Linked DNA regions of Rattus norvegicus: region 1 is linked to region 2. The links are chromatin contacts, called in public HiChIP or PLAC-seq maps. All regions are on one chromosome and are shown on one strand. Each heading gives the region's core, a stretch centred on a gene start, on an enhancer-like site or on the middle of the called end of the contact. The rest is flanking DNA. Distances are from core to core; before and after follow the strand shown. Region 1 holds the start of Amotl2 (angiomotin like 2). Region 2 has its middle 12 kb from the start of Cep63.

Region 1 (3,054 bases), core at 470-2,969, 86 kb after region 2:
GGCACATTTGTTTCCTCATCAGTCTCAGACACAATCAGGATCTAAAATGCAATGTTTGGATTTCAAGTAAAACATACACACATTTTCTTTTGGTTTTAGACTTTTATTTACTTCATCTTATAGGTATGCTATACTTTGCTTGCATGTGTGATCGACAACCACGTGGGTGCCTGGTACCAGCATAATTCAGAACTGCCTATCAGATAGCCTGGAACTGGAGTTACAGATGCTTGTGAACCACCAGGTGGGTGCTGGGACCCGTAGGCACATCCTTTGTAAAGGCAGCAAGGGTGGTTAACTCCTAAGGAATCCCCGCCACACACACACACACACACACACACACACACACACACACTCTTAAAGGAAAGCTTTATGCAAAACTAGTCACATCCCTGGCTATTGAGTTTGAAAGGTTTCCCATCCTTGGTCTACTCCAGCAAAGTTGGGAATTGAGATCGCTGTGCTGAGGAAAGGAGGGGAGGACCTGGCCAGCCCACGGCAGAAATCTAGGCCGATTCTAGGTGAATGGGATTGAGGAAGGAATGCATGCCGACCGGGAGCTCTAACCAGAGGAGGGAGGAGGAGGGGAGTCAGAAATGACAGACAGAGGAGTCCATTCCACACTAAAGTAGAACACCAGAAGCCAGAGAAGGGGAAGACAAAGAGGGCTGGCTAGGTGTAGACAAATTGGAAAAGATTGGAACTGGGGACAGGTAGGTGGAAGCAGAGACTCTCTGGGCCCGCCTTATCAGGCTAGGGTACCCGGATTCCGAAGACCAAGAAAAGAGTCCTGGCTTCATCAGCTATTCTCTGTGTGACCCTAGGTAAGTTATTAAACTCTCTGAGCCTTGGTTTCTTATTTATTACAGAGATAATGAGAGCACGGTTGGAGAGTGACTAGAATCTTATGGCCGAGTAAAGAGCAAGTGGTGACCCGCCTTGTGCTTGACTTAAAGCTGAACGGAGCTGGGGAGAAGTTAGAGAGAGTGCCCAGTGAGTGGCTGATTCATTTGGGTAGTGGGTTAAATCCACCAGATTTTCAACCCAGATTCACACACTTCCTGTAGAGGCGGGATCTAAAAGAGCTGGCGAAGGTGTTTGTAAACAATAAAAGTGCAATTCAAAGTTTGCCGCTGGGGGGTGAAATAGTAGGGGTTAGGAAAGAGGCTGGGCAGCTGCGGGCCGAAGCATCGGTTGGTTCGCCTGCAACACGGCCCAAGCTGGGCGGATGTAAAGTGCTTTGCAGTCCTCCCGCCATCTCCAAAAAGCCACAGACCCCTCTTGCAGCCACCACCGGGCGTTCGAGGCTTATCCCTGGAAGTCGTCCCTCGGTGCATGTAAGGATGACGGGTGAGAACCGGGTGCGGACAGTGGTGGGGCGATCTTGGGACCAGTTGGTTAAGACACCCCCAACAGCTAGGACAGCAAGGCAGAAGGCAGGGAATGCCGTACGGCCCCAGAGCCCAGGGTGGCACAAGGGGACAAGGCTGAGGCCAGCCCAGCCGCCGGCCGCAGCGCCGCCTCCCCGGAGGAAGGCGGGGGCTGGGCCAGGAGGCGGGGGGAGGCGGAGAGCGGAGGAGGGCGGCGCGCTGAGAGGTTATTTGTGGTTCGCTTTGATCCCGAGGGGGAACCTGAAACTCTCACATTCCTGGCATAGCAGCCGCCTCCAGCGCGGGCTGACCTAGAGGCTGCGCACTGGGGCGCGAGCAAGCAGATCGTCGGCGCCACCGACGAGTGCGCACCTCCGTTGCCGACCGTACCTAAGCCGAACCCGGTCTGCGTGCGCCGGCAGCCGCGGGCCGCAGCGGTAAGCAAGGCGCCTGGCGCTCCGGGTAGTGCGCGAAGCCTGCGGGGACGCTTCCCAGCGGCACCCGGACACCGCGATCAGCCCGACTCTTTCTGGAGATCGGAGCTGGAGTGGAGGAGCCTCCCCGGGGAGGGGACACTGTGCACCCTTTCGAGGATTGATCCTGGGTGTCTGTCTAGCCTAGGCTGCTCGCGCTTTTGTGGGGGTGAGGACACGATTCTCCGACCCACTGGGGCTGGAGGAAGGACAGAGGATCAGTGTTTGGGAGTGTGCGTCTCGTACGGGGCAAGTGAATAGCTGCTGTAGGCATATCTCGCCGAATACGGGGTCACCGTGATTGCTTTGTCTAGATTGGGGATACAGGTGGCTTTTACCGTCAGCTAGATCAAGAATTCCTCTTTGTCTTCCTTGGAAAATCCTCTCCGGAGCCACGAACTGGCTCTCACTTAGAAAGAATGCAGCCTGCTGTCCAGTCCGGTGACGTCAGCGCTGAAGTATTTGGAAAACAAAGAGGGTTAGGGAGAGAGGCGGACCCGCGATGCTTAAAGACCTCTCGCGGGTGTGGGTTTTGCTTGCCCGGGGCACTCGGGCAACCACCAGTGCTAGTGGTCCACCTCGGTGGAGGTGGGAAACGCGGGAACCCTGGTCTGGCTGACTTAGAGACTAGCGTTGGTTCTTTTTGCTGGAGGGAGCCCGAGCCAAGGCCAGAGAAGCATGTTTGCTTAGAAAGGTAGCTGGTTTTCCGAGTGCAGTGTTCCAGAGCAGCCCAGGTACAACGTCCGAGTAAGGAAGCTGATTTTTAGAAATTGCTCAACCCTAAGAATTTGAAAGATTGTGCATCTAGGGGATTAGATTGGGACGTGTGTGTGATGAGAGGCCTCGGAAATGTTCCGTGCTCCCGGGGAGCCTGGCTCATAGTTGGCGCGCCTGGAATCTGTCGGGAAGGCTTTGCATTCCTTCTAGCCGCTCCCGGATCCTCCTTAGCGGGAGTCAGCCCAGACAGTGATTAACGTAGGAAATGCCGCGTAGAAAAAGCTGCGTGCGAACAGTCTCAAGTCTTACACATTGTAGGGTGCAGCTGGGGTGGGGGTGGGGGTATTAGTTGCCGGCTTGGGTGCCCTCGGGGCTCATTACCAACATACCATTCAGGGCTCTGCCAACACATCATTCCCAAAGTGGGGCTGCACACTGGGGATAGCACGGAAGAGAAAGGGGCCACATCCCCACGAGCCCTTCCTTCGTCTTCC
Region 2 (2,930 bases), core at 181-2,680:
GGGACTCAGATGATGGACACTTCTAGTCTGCCTCTGCCCCTGAGCCAGCCAGCTCTGCACTCTCAGAAGCATGCATTTAGACTAACGCTTCACCTTTCTTATCCTGAACCTTTCAAGCGCTTGTTAAAGCGTTTTCATCTTGCAATGGATTCCGAACGTTATGTAGCTAGCTAATCCACAGCAGCCATCAGTCAGGGTTCCATGTTGACTAGAGAGGAGTAACCCAAACGTCACTACATTGGGAGGGCGAGCATTCAAGGTTCCGTATCAGCAGACTTTAAAGCACTAGAAAAGCAGGCAGATCCCAGAGAAGCAGAGCAGAGAACTAGGGCGAGCTCCTTAGCGACCGCCCGGGGCCGCATACAAGGGACTTCAGGGCCCTCTCAAGGTCTCCCAAGGCGGTTGCAGATTGAATTCTGGAAGGCTTGCCTGAGTGACCATGGGATAAGGGGCAGGTAAGATTCTGTAAGCTGAGCAGGACAGGTGCTCGGACAGCTAAGAGCACTTGAGGCAAGGTAATCATGTGACTCCGGGGCATGTCCTAACTGCAGTTTCCCTTGGCTCTTAGCCAATGACTATGTAACCTTCTCTAGCCCTGTCTCAGAGTAGACCCTTTGACCCAAATAAGGTATGAAAAGTACAATGACAGCTGGGGACAGTGCTCAACTCCTCCGTCCATTACTGCTGCTCAGTAGTATGAAGACTTTATGCCTGTTTTTCTTTAGATTGTTTTACTCAGTTGGTTAAATATATGCAAGAACTATTTCTGTGGCTCAAATTTGGACTAATCATAGCCGTTTCCTTTGTTTTCGGCTAATACCGCTCTGAGAGGTGATTGTGCCTGGGCAGAAAAACATGCTCGCACACACACTCATTAGCTGGGTTTGCTGGGGGCAGGAAAAGGGGACAAAGGGTAGAGAGCTCAAAAATACCAAATGACTGGAGAGGAAATGAGAGAGGGTGATGTGAAAAGCCCGTCCCTGTCATCCACGTCTTCCCTGGTGACTCAGACCCCCTTTATGGAGATGCCATCACCCAAGGGCAAAAAAGACTTTCCTCCACCCATACTCTGGTCTTGCCTTCGCTCTTCCGGACGTTCTGCCCCCAGATTCCATGCCACCTGCCTTCTAAATGCTACTCACTAAGTGGCAGCCATGCTGGTAACTGGCGGACTTTCTGCCAAACCACCAGTGAGTTTGCCGTAAGGCCTGCCCTTGACTGAGACCCCTTGTGGTCTGATCCGTCTTCTTTCAAGGCTCTTGCATTCCCAGCCTCTCTCCTTCCAGGCTCTATTCCCACAGCCGTGGTGATTTTAGGAGATGTACCTACCTCTCCACACACCCTGCTCTCACCCAAGCTGTCCCGGATCTGGGGAGGTAAAGGGACTCTTGGGAGTCTTGGGAATACAGGCTCCAGGCATCAGAGCCCTACACTGGGCTCAGGACACTCATGGCAGAAGCTGGTCCTTGTTTCCCCACGGGCTTTTCTCACCCTGTATCTTTCTCTCAGTCCGTCAGCCATCTTCCCATAATATTTGTTTGGGTTTTTTTTTTTTTTCTGTCACTTGCTTTTTTTATTATGTTACTGTAACTCTAGCATTTATCTTCTTATCTAAAAGCATTTAACTTCTTTCCCTCCCTGCTTTCATTTTGCAAAGTCTCTGAAATACCTTTCATGTCAGATCCACAGCTCATTTGTTTCCCTTTAATAGTTGCTTATCTAGGGCTGGAGCGATGGCTCAGTGGTTAAGAGCACTGACTGCTCTTCCAGAGGTCCCGAGTTCAATTCCCAGCAACCACATGGTGGCTCACAACCATCTGTGATGGGATCCGAGCCCTCTTCTGGTGTGTCTGAAGACAACTACAGTGTACTCTTATATAAAAAAAAATAAATCTTTTTTAAAAAATAGTTACTTATCTAACATTCTGTATGCATAAAATGTGTGTACAGTAATTAAGAGCACAGACCTTGAAACAAGACGACTTCGGCTCAAAAACCAAAGCCAGGCAACACTCCAGCTGTACAACCCCTCACAGGTTATTACCTCACTAAACCCAGGTCTCCTTGAAACCAAGATTGACAGTACACCTACATCACGCACTTCTCAGGTTAAATGAGGCAGTGCAGGTGATGTATTTGAGCAGATTGGGACCCAGGACAAACACCTGAAACCTGACCTGTCGCTTGTTATCAATATAATGCGATAGGCATTTCAAAGGCATCCTATATTAAACTGTGGAGTCCAAATATATCTCGTGGCCTTTAGAGATGTCAAGGTTAAGCAGCAATAACTCAGAAGGCAGAAGACCTGGGTGGGAGTTCTCTCTTAAGGGAACTACACTGGGGTTTGAACCCAGGACCTTCCATTTTGCTCAGGAAGCACTCTACCCCTGAGCTCCAGCCCCTGCCTGACTCTGGTTTTAAGATCTAGTTGACCCCTTGCTGATCTTGGGACCAGGAGGAGTCTGTCAACTTTTCTCGGCCTTCTGGAATCAAAGAGTAAAAATGCATTCAACACTCCACGGTAGCTTAAAGAATGATAATCATTTAAGTTAAGCATCCAGACTTCATTTCCTGCATACATTTTTTCTCAAATTGATGTTTCAACAGCTCTTGGTGTGGGTGCTGTTGATATGTTTGTGTGTGCGTGGCTGACTATGAATTTACATAAATGTGTTTTAAGCAGTCTGGAAGGAAAGACAACAAGCCTATGGGCAAGGGTCACATCCAGGGATAAGAGTTGACAGGCTGAGAAAGGAAATTCCACAGCTAGCATTCTGAAAAAGTGGTGGCTCTTTGGATAATTTTTTTCAGATAATCATATGAAGGCTGCAAAACTTAGAAAAGTATTGTTTATGTTCATGAAAACAAAACCAAAAACCTCTTCTCACTGCTTTTGAAAGAGGATCTGGGACATGGGTCAAAACTCT

Evidence for each region. HiChIP or PLAC-seq counts read pairs in DNA pulled down with a chosen protein or histone mark.
Region 1: an H3K27ac HiChIP or PLAC-seq map of oligodendrocytes shows a contact between it and region 2, with 9 times the contacts expected there. The contact joins the promoter of Amotl2 here to the enhancer-like site in region 2. A contact is called at or near these places in 11 of 12 Hi-C or Micro-C datasets (the A7r5 cell line, the Rat2 cell line, Schwann cells and 6 more) and 1 of 1 datasets of contacts at active chromatin or transcription factors (oligodendrocytes).

Annotation. Positions count from the first base shown.
Region 1 is chr8:112,180,907-112,183,960 of GRCr8, forward strand. It overlaps Amotl2 (angiomotin like 2), which reads left to right and starts at 1,720. Exons shown (of 10, transcript NM_031717.1): 1 at 1,720-1,807.
Region 2 is chr8:112,095,336-112,098,265 of GRCr8, forward strand. No RefSeq gene overlaps it. Among named protein-coding and RNA genes, the nearest start is that of Cep63, 12 kb to the left of the region's middle. Within about 2 kb of position 1,431, at least 5 of the 93 cell types and tissues checked have an H3K27ac peak or open chromatin away from gene starts, as enhancers often do.